Linked DNA regions of Mus musculus: regions 2 and 3 are each linked to region 1. The links are chromatin contacts, called in public promoter capture Hi-C maps. All regions are on one chromosome and are shown on one strand. Each heading gives the region's core, a stretch centred on a gene start, on an enhancer-like site or on the middle of the called end of the contact. The rest is flanking DNA. Distances are from core to core; before and after follow the strand shown. Region 1 overlaps C8a (complement component 8, alpha polypeptide). Region 2 holds the start of C8b (complement component 8, beta polypeptide). Region 3 holds the start of C8a (complement component 8, alpha polypeptide).

The links. Promoter capture Hi-C pulls out the DNA fragments that hold promoters and counts their contacts.
Region 2: a promoter capture Hi-C map of liver shows a contact between it and region 1, with 2.2 times the contacts expected there. The contact joins the promoter of C8b here to the enhancer-like site in region 1. A contact is called at or near these places in 3 of 39 promoter capture datasets (liver and macrophages), 6 of 484 Hi-C or Micro-C datasets (liver and nephron progenitors), 1 of 115 datasets of contacts at active chromatin or transcription factors (embryonic stem cells) and 1 of 9 other capture datasets (liver).
Region 3: a contact with region 1 is called in a promoter capture Hi-C map of liver, with 2.0 times the contacts expected there. The contact joins the promoter of C8a here to the enhancer-like site in region 1. A contact is called at or near these places in 5 of 39 promoter capture datasets (the 3T3-L1 cell line, the HPC-7 cell line, liver and 1 more), 5 of 484 Hi-C or Micro-C datasets (all in liver), 1 of 115 datasets of contacts at active chromatin or transcription factors (liver) and 3 of 9 other capture datasets (adipose tissue, liver and pancreatic islet).

The regions. Positions count from the first base shown.
Region 1 is chr4:104,822,280-104,825,442 of GRCm38.p6, forward strand. All of the region lies in intron 9 of C8a (complement component 8, alpha polypeptide), which reads right to left. Among named protein-coding and RNA genes, the nearest start is that of C8a, 53 kb to the right of the region's middle. Within about 2 kb of position 1,577, at least 8 of the 459 cell types and tissues checked have an H3K27ac peak or open chromatin away from gene starts, as enhancers often do. A contact at or near this core is called in liver, where this site is marked.
Region 2 is chr4:104,764,588-104,767,750 of GRCm38.p6, forward strand. It overlaps C8b (complement component 8, beta polypeptide), which reads left to right and starts at 1,730. Exons shown (of 12, transcript NM_133882.2): 1 at 1,730-1,899. The coding sequence starts at 1,811.
Region 3 is chr4:104,874,708-104,877,870 of GRCm38.p6, forward strand. It overlaps C8a (complement component 8, alpha polypeptide), which reads right to left and starts at 1,691. Exons shown (of 11, transcript NM_146148.2): 1 at 1,573-1,691. The coding sequence starts at 1,649. It also overlaps a transcript of Fyb2 not described here.

The DNA.
Region 1 (3,163 bases), core at 327-2,826:
GGCTATGAAGCTTCTGAAAGGCCTGCGGCAGAGAGCAGATGCCTGGGTTTCCCCGTGTCCTTCGGGATCCCCACAGCCATTCTATGAACGGGCCGTAAGCATTCGACTCGGAGACGAGGAACTGGGGGCTCAGAGTATCCGTGTGACCAGCTCAGAACCACACGAGTGTTCTTTGCAAGAGCCATTCTGAACATGGTTTCCAATCCCTCTGAAACTGATGTTCTCCTAACTCCAGAGTAAGAAGAGCTATCTAGAAGCTACCCTGGCCAACTCACTTGTTCCCTGCAGAACTCAAGGAAGCCAGAAGCATATAATAAGTCTAGTTCTATGTATTCAGGCATGTTTTCTGGTTTTGTCTGTCACCCTTTTTAACACAGACACTGACTAAGGGAGTTCATTTGTCTTTGGAAGCAGTTCCCTTAAAGGTGTGGGTGGAGAGGGTCATTTCCATGTGATGTAACCAGGGTTCCCCAGCCTGCTCACTGTTGACTGAAATCAATGGTGCAGTGTGTGTGACGGGCTGTGTAACGGTGGCAGTGGATGCTGTACACTAGATGCCAGCGACCCCCTTGTGCTGAAAACCAAACCTGTCCCATGCCATTGCTAATAAACGCCCTGGGGTAAAACTACCTTAGGCTGAGAAGCAGTAGGAATAGTAGAAAGAGGACCATCATTCTCTTGCTTTCAGCTGTGGGGTCTTTGTCATGGGACCTATGCACCTCCCTTCTTCACCTGAAAATGGAAACCAACACCCCACCTTCTGCTTTTACTGTGAGGACCTTGGGAGATGACACGTGGCAAAGCCTCATGGCTTAGAAAAAAAGTGAAGTGAGTGTGGCTTTCTGCCTCGCTGTGTAGCTGAGAGACTCAGCTTTCCCTCTAAGCCAGGGAATGGTACCTACACTAGAACCCTCAGGACCCAAAGTGAGTGTAAGGTTACAGTGTAAAAGACAGAATACTATACACCACCATTCTCATTAGAAAGGCTATTAGCAAAAACGGGGAAGGATGCTGGGAAGATGACTGAGTGGGTAAAGTGTTTGCTGAGTAAGCACGAAGACCCAGGTTTGAATCCCTAACACCCATGCAGAGAGCCAGCCACAGCAGCCAGCTCCTGTAACCTCAGCAGTGGGAGACAGAGACAAGGTTATCCTGGGGACTTGGCTGGCCAGTCATCACAAAGATCCAGCTTCTGTGATAGACCCTACCTCAAAAAAATAAGAGGAAAAATACTTGGCAGTGACCTCTGACCTCCAAACACATTTTCAGGGATGACTGTAACACACACACACACACACACACACACACACACACACACACACACACAGAGGGGAGGGGGAAGGGGAAGGGAGGCTGTGCTCTTCTAGTCGAATTACTTCCTGTTATCTATAGCACCTTTACAACGCTCTGCATTTGAAGAAAATCATACAGTGAACATTTTCAACAGGGCTCTCATTTTACAGGCCAGGAACCTGAGGGTCCAAAGGACAATTTGCCTAAGTCTGATAGAGCCACCGTGAGTCAGTCAGAAGTCAAGGGCAGGCAATTCATAGATCTTTGACAGGTTATCCTGGTAATGTGGACAGAAAGACTCAGCAAATAGACCTTGGTCAGTGGTCTGAAGTCATTTTAGAGGCCTTCAGACATGGCAGGCAAGCATTGGCTGGAGCCGAGGTCAAATGACATCACTTACTGGAAGGTCAGGAAATTGGGCCCATTGTTAGGACATGAGTATGGAATTGGGCTGCCAGGGTCCTGGTTAAAGAAGACTCTTATTTCCAGGCAAGGCCAGCCCCACAGGGCAGCTTCCCCTTAACCTTGAAGCAGGCTCAACTCAAGTCTCTCCCCTGCCCTCATGACCCTCAGGAAATGCTTCTGAGGAGGGCTGGCTGCTTTTAGGAAGACAGAAGGATAGAGAAAATAGGATCTTAGAATTTTAGAGCTTAAAACTTACTATCAGTGATCTTATTCCATTTTATAGCTAAGTAAACAGAGTCAGGCAAGGACTGAAGCAGCTTGTATATGTATGTATAACTAACACATACTTAACACAAAGCATATAAAACAAAATAAAACAATATGACCCATGGATTCGCTTAATCTAAGTACCTGCTATAAATAATGATGCTGACATCATTTCTACTTTGGATGTTAAATTATTTTAACTGGCATGCTTTCTCTCTCTCTCTCTCTCTCTCTCTCTCTCTCTCTCTCTCTCTCTCTCTCTCTCAAAGCATAAAACTAGCTTCATGATTCAGTGTATTGATTCCTCAGAGCGATACACTTCTCAGAGAGAGGTGAGGGTTGTGAAGCAATAAGGATGTTAAGGAGTTCATGGGACATAGCTGTCTTTTGCTTTCGACAGGCTTCTATGCTGGTCCCTTAGTAGTGTGGATTTGTCTCTGCATCTAAGATTTCCTGCATATACCCTCTCTAATTTTATAACCTATCACTCTTTGTTATGTTACATACCCGGGCTGAAAGTGAAGAAACTGGCCCAGGTTTCACCCAGAAGGGTGAATGAACCGAGATCCAAACTCCTCCCCTTTCTTGCCGTCCCAGCCCCAAGCTTGTTGTTCCAAAGAGTTTCGGTCTTCAAACTTTGACCCCACCTTCCCCTTGGTACTGTTGATCAAAACAAACACAAAGTTCCCATCTTAACTATGAAAGCACGTGTGTCTGTCTGTGTGTGTGTGTGTGTGTGTGTGTGTGTATTCTCCTAATACCAATTTTATAGTTTTTGCCCAAATCACTAATAGCTTGAATGATAGCAATTTTCAGACCCTGTGTGAATTACAGGTGCGTGAAAGTGGTCCCTTACTTACTGGAGAAGAAATAAAATCAAGGTTAATCCACCTGACCTTTTTTTCTTAGTAGAAAGCAGTGTGTTAAAATAGAGTTTCAGGTTTAGGTGTTTTAGAAATATCTACTGGTTTAAATAGATAGTATCTCTATGCTTACATACATGTAAAAATGGGCACAAATATGGTGACAATAGTTAGGAGAGCAATAATATTTTTCTTAAAAGTTTCAAACAAACAGCTGTTTTTAAAAGGACTATCCTGTATATTAACAAACGTAGCTTGGCAGCTAGAATAATCCAGTTTGTGAGGTTAGGAACAAAGCCAGTTTCTTTTTCAACTTTGTTGACATGTCATGTCAG
Region 2 (3,163 bases), core at 480-2,979, 58 kb before region 1:
ACTATGCTTCCAGTATTCACATCCTACCTTAGCTTTGCACAGTGCTCCATCTTTCCTCAGCCTGGTGCTCTTTGCCACTGTCTGCAGGTTGGAATCGGGACCACAGGTCCACAGGACCACAGGCCCACAGGACCACAGTCTAGGTAGGACTCAAATGTGTAAATGCCCACCTCACGTCTGGTCATAAACTATCTGACAGGTGCTTTTTTTTTCCTTCCCTCCCTTCCTCCCTCCTTCCTTCGAATGTCCTGTGTGTACAACATATGTATGCAGAGGTCAGAGGAGGATATTGGGTACTCTCCCCTATCATTCTCTATTGTAGTCCTTCAAGACTGGGTCCCCTAGTCCTGAAGATTGTGCTCACTACAGGTGCTTGTGACCAGACTGAGTGGGGTTTTGTTTTGGGGTTTCTTTTAAACATGGGTACTGAAGGTCTGAGCTTAGTCTTCCTGTTTGCACGTGTGTTATTACATACTAAGCCATCTCCCAGGTCTATAAGAAGCATTTGTAGATGTTTTAAGGAAAGTAGCTGAGTAGATTATGTTATTTCTAGAGTACTTCTACCTGGTCTTTAAGTTGACTGAACGGGGAGGCATAGCAGGTTACCTCAGAGCCATCCTGAGCAACAGAAAGCTATAGATGGGGATGCCTAGCCTAGGCACAAATAGTGGGGTGACGGTGGTAAATGATACCTGCCTTGGCTGTGCTCAGCCCTAGAGAAGTAATCGGGGTTTCTATAACCTGGAAAGCGAGGAAAGTGGTAGGTGATGAGTCTGCTAGCTACTTAGGTATATTACCTGTGGCTCTCAACAGTCTCCAGCAAATATTAGAGACAAATGTTGGATTGGCCTGAACCAATGCCTGCTAAACGTTACTTCCTAATTGCCCCATAAATAAGACACCATAGAAGTTGTGTCAATGCCCCAATACATATTTGGATGTTTTCTTAAAATTACAGTTTTTACAACATCTCCTTGCATGACATTGGCACATTTAGTATCTCACCTAATTCTTCCAGCTCTGAGACACTTGGTCAAGAGGAAACAGAGAATGTCAGCTGTATACAGAGCATACACGGTACCTGGCTGGCAGTGTTCAACGTGTTCTGAAGAGTTAAATTTACTGATGTTTTTATGTTTTATTAACATATACTAATCATGATAATAATGGCTTTCATTGTGACATGTTCATGTGTATTTTGAATATATCTCCTATCCCCCCTCTCCCCTCCACTGACCCCTGCAGCACAACCCTGGGAGACAGGCACTGTTGTCATCTGTTTTGTAGAGAGGGTAGTATGTGTTCTGGTTACACAGCTGAGAATTACATAGAAAGAATTAGGGAAAGCATATAGAAAGAACCCAACGGCAGGTAGCTGGGCTCTGGAACCCTCTCAGAGTTCCTACAAACCTAGGACTTAGACACCACAGTCCCATCTGTCTTCAGGCCTTGCAGCCCCTGTACTGAGAACAGAACATGAGTCTGTGTAGCCAGCATGTGCCTGCACTCACTACTTTACCTGTATTAACCCTCTAACCCTGAGCATTTGGGGGAGAGGGGGGGATTGGTATGTGGCTTTCCGAAGTACTCAGGTAAGGCTGCTTCCATGGAATCACAGTTCTCACTGTCCTAGGTGTGCGGTATCACAAGTGAGTACATTCGTGCTGTGCAAAGCTGAGGTTCCAGGTACAAGCGCCTGTTTGCTTTGCTGACCTGTTTGCTCTATGTCAACAGAACTGAGAGCAGCAAGAGCGAGCAGGCTATTTCAACCATCCTCGAATCACACTGGATCTCCCGCTACACAGAAAATATGAAGATAGGGGCTCAGGTTTGGAGGGCACTGGCAAAGTCGTGTCTCCTCTGTGCTACTCTGGGATGTCTCCATTTCCCTGGTTCCAGGTAAGTGGTGGGTACAAATGATTCCCTGATCGGTCACGTGGCAGAAAGCCACATAATGCTGACCAACTCTGCCACATGCCTGTGGGCAGAGGAACGTCTCTGAAAGTGATTTGCATGTGTCTGGCAAAATAAGATCAACAATTCCTTCTGAACTATCATGGACCCAAGTGCCTGGCTTCAACAAGAGTGTCTGTTACAGAACTGGCATGGTTTAATATATTCTGTCGCTCTGTGAAGAGTAGGATACAAGTTCTATAGCTGAACAAAGCTTTGGTCTGATTCTCTGTGCAAAAGAAGGTTTATTATATATGAAAATGAGCCCGTTTATGTGAATGATCTTAATAATGGCATTGTGCTGCTCTACCTGCTCAACAGCCCAATATATCTAGGGTGAGGGAGTGAGTGGGTCTCTCAAACTCCCACTTTCTCTCTTCCTTTCTTTTCCCTTCCCCCTTTCTCACAAATATTTGTTCCCAAAGAGGAAAAAAAAATCAAGATTTATTTCATCAAAGTTTTCATTCACAAGAAGTGAAGCAGCTAAAGAAAATAACCTTAGTCTGGGTTCAAACTTGAGTTCCAAAGACAGATGTGGCAGAGAAAGCAATCTGGAGACCTTCCTTGTGCCAGAGCAGTTCCCACTGTGAGATGTGGAAGGACTCAGGTACCTGGATGCTCGTGAGCACTTGTGTAGAAAGAAAGAGGTACAGCTGTTCTCTCTGCTCAGACTGCTCCCCGGTAGTAACCTCTCATTCATGTGAGCAGCACCAGGGTTCACGCGCCTCCTGTCCTGAGCTCTGCACCATGCTATTCGGCCTCCTTGAGAACCTTCCCCAGGACCGGGATTCTGAGTCTTTACCACCCACAGACTCTCCTTTAGAACCAACAAGACCCTCGACTTGGTGAAGAGACTGTCTGTACATGCTTCCCATGCATTTCCTTCTGGGCACAGAGGACTCTGCAGTACCCAGTGAATTGTGCCTGGAGGGAAGGGCTCAGACATCGCTCTCAGAAGCAGCATCATACCCCTGTCCACAAGTCCCTTGATTGCCTCAGAGGATACAGAGCTGAACAAGCCCAAACTCATATTCTCAGGGAGCGTGGCTATGTGGGGGGCAAATACAGAGACTCGTAAGAGTTGGTGCAGGGACAAATAACAATCAAGGGAGAGAGGGAAAGAGTGGCTGGTCCTCCTGAGCAGGAGTCCTGGCAAAGGATGAAGGATGCACTAGGCAGAGATAACAGCACATGCAAAGGCATGGAGTTA
Region 3 (3,163 bases), core at 441-2,940, 53 kb after region 1:
TTCCATTGTTCTAGGGACTTGCAGGCACTTAATTCCTGATCTTATTTTCCTCCTGTTTCACAAGTGTGTAAGATGCAGCCTGGAACACTTATGTAATTTGCTCAAGATCAAATAACTATTCATAGCGAGTGCCAGCACAGGGATTTGAACCCAGGAGAATGATTTTTGTCCTGTAACTTTCTATTTTGAAAACCGATGTCAGACGCACTGGCAGTGAGCGCCATGGTTTCTCCCTCAGCACTTTGTAAAGCACTGACTTGGATCTCTCTGCCTTAACGCGAAATTTGCCTCTTCACTGAACTGTCTTGTTTGATAAGTTCATCAAACATCAAGACCCTGTTCGTTTTCAGAAAGGATTACGATGATAAGCTTTTATAATTGAGAGTATCTCAGCTGAGATTTTCTTCACCACCGACCTCTTGCCTGGGTCTTCTAATTATTATTAGCGATGGATTTTATGATGTTCTAAAACTGTATTTGTTTTAAATACAAGCTACAGATTATCTGCTTATAAAACACGTCTCCCCTTCTGAACTGTTACTTAAAGGGACTCTCTCTTACTGTGGTATTTAATCCAGTGGTTCTCAACCTTCCTAGCGCTGTGCCCCTTTAAGACAGTTCCTTACATTGTGGTGACCCCCACTGAAAAAAAAATTGTTTCTACTTCGTAATTGTAATTTTGCTACAGTTATAAATCATAAGGTTAATCTCTGACATGCAGGATATCTAATATGCATCCCCTGTGAAAGGGTCATTTAACCCTTACAAAGGGGTCAGGACCCACAGGTTGAGAACCACTGATTTGAGCACTAATGATTCAAAATTAAATCAACGAATAAGAATTTGACTAAAATAACTTTATTTTAAGCCTCCAATGTTTGAAAGGCAGAGAATGCTTAAAATAAAGTCCCAAAGGTTAGATAAAGGTTCTGCTTAAGTACAATAAAATATTCAACAATGAAATATAAATATCTGAAGGCAGGTTGGAAATCTCAGGAAAATAGAAGAGCCAAAAATGCAAGACACAGGAGAATGTTGCCTCTGCTGTCTCCTCAAAACAAAGGTTTAGAATGATGTGGCCACGTCTCTCTACAATGTCTTGCTCTTACCCACAAAAATATTTACATATATTACCTAAATATATCCCCCCAACCAGTGTAAGTGGGATTTCTTTTTTACCATTTTCTCTTAACTGTCTCACATTGCTTGAGAAAAATTCGACTTATTAAATGCCTACTATATACAGAGGACATTTGAAATCCAGGATTGTATTACATCTGCATCTTCTGTTATAGAAGAGGTGCTATGAGGCTCCATCTACAGGCAGGAAAACTGGGAAATCAGAGAGATTAAACACTGTGGTCTGCGTTACCCCACTGCTGAGTGGAAATTGATAGCTGGCTGATCTCGTTATTACTAACTGGCTTCTCCTCTGCTCCACTCCTCCGCTGGATTAGTAACAATATGAAAAGAGATTCTCTTCCATGCCACCACAGCCCACTGCCAACATCACCATGTCTTAGATTCCCCAGCAGAAGACCTCAGTTTTGTAAGGATCCAAAGCCCACTTACTGGTTCACCTTCTCTTGTGCAGTTACCCCAGGGTGCCATGCCACCAAAGACAAGCCAAAGAAAGCAACCACAAACATCTCATCCAGAAGTCACCAACTAGTGTCTATGTAAAAGACGAGAAGAGCCTACCTTAGAAGCCATAGATATATCCAGGCTGGGACCCAAATTGTCTACCGGATGTTTAAAATGGTCAAAAGTCCCCCAGTTCCCATTCAATGTGATTAACTAGTAACCAAGGTATTGATTAGCCAAACGCCTTCAAAATGGCCCCAAGCCCTTTAGCCCTTTTAAAAAATTATCCACATGGCTAAGGAAAGGTGATGTTTAACTAAAATCAGTTCAGTGAAGAGTTTTGTTTTCAGAGAGATGCAGGTGCTGTTGCAGGCATCCTGGTGTCTTGTAGTGGCTCCTGGAGCTTCTACAGTCAAATGAGTCTGTTGTTGAAGAGAGTAGCAAGGCATAAGGCTCATTTGGTACAGAAGTTCAGATGCAAGCATCCAGGAAGGTACAGGCATGCTGACAGTTACATAAAGGTTTTGCCATGGCTCTCCAAACATCTGGAGCCTGGAAATGCATGTGACTCACTGGACTTTCTACTTTCAATACAAACACTGAGTATCATTAAGATTCAGCCTATTTATGTCTCAAGGGGACCAGATGTCTTAAATATACATCTTCAGAAACTCTCTCTGGAATTATAATGCCAATCATAGCCAACACATCTGCACTGAAGATGCCATACCTGGATATAATCCCCCACTCCCGCAGACATAAAGTAAATCAAGTAACTAGAGATGGACAGAAAATAGATGAGTAAATAGCCAAGAGTCGTTAAATACTACTCTATGCGATAGGTGCTTCGTATGTCTCTTTGTATTTAATCTTCAATCAAGAAGTCTGCCACGTGAAAATTACTAAGTCCATATTGCCACGGATGAAGTGAGAGCTCAGATCAGTGCTGAGCTAACTAGCTCAAGGGTGTACAGCTGCCTGGCTATGCCTGGAGCGGTGCAGCTTTGCCTTAGTGGGATTAGCCGGTTGCATCATTACTGATCTCAATGGGGAGACACACTGACCAGCTTGGGCGCCTGAGATTCTGATTCGTGTGTGGAAACCTCAGAAAGCCATCAAGCAGCAGCTCCCTTCCTCTCCTCAGAGGTGTAGGCAGATGTGAGCGCCTGTTCTGAAAGCTGGAGGGGTCCTAAGACTGTCTCTCTGCTTCCCACTTCTCTCCAGTTTTGATTCCTAGGTCGTCTTCGCCTCAGTTTTCCCCTGCGTATACATCATTTGAAAACTTTCTTGTCTTCTTCTCCCACAAGAAACTAAGTTGGTCTTTTCTGTGCTGTGACTGCAGATATAGGGATGGGGATGTTACATCTGGACACCCTTGAACTGCTCAAGGTAGTGTATCTGGACCTCACCTTTCTCCTAACTCCTGACATCCAATGTATGACAAAGTTCCTATCTCAGACATGCAGAGTCCCCTGAGACTGGAACTCAGGGTCCCCAACCATTTCCATAGATTCCTTCATGGGGAACAGACCTCCCCCAGCACTGTCTTCTCCAGCAGGGGTGACATTACCCTCCAAAG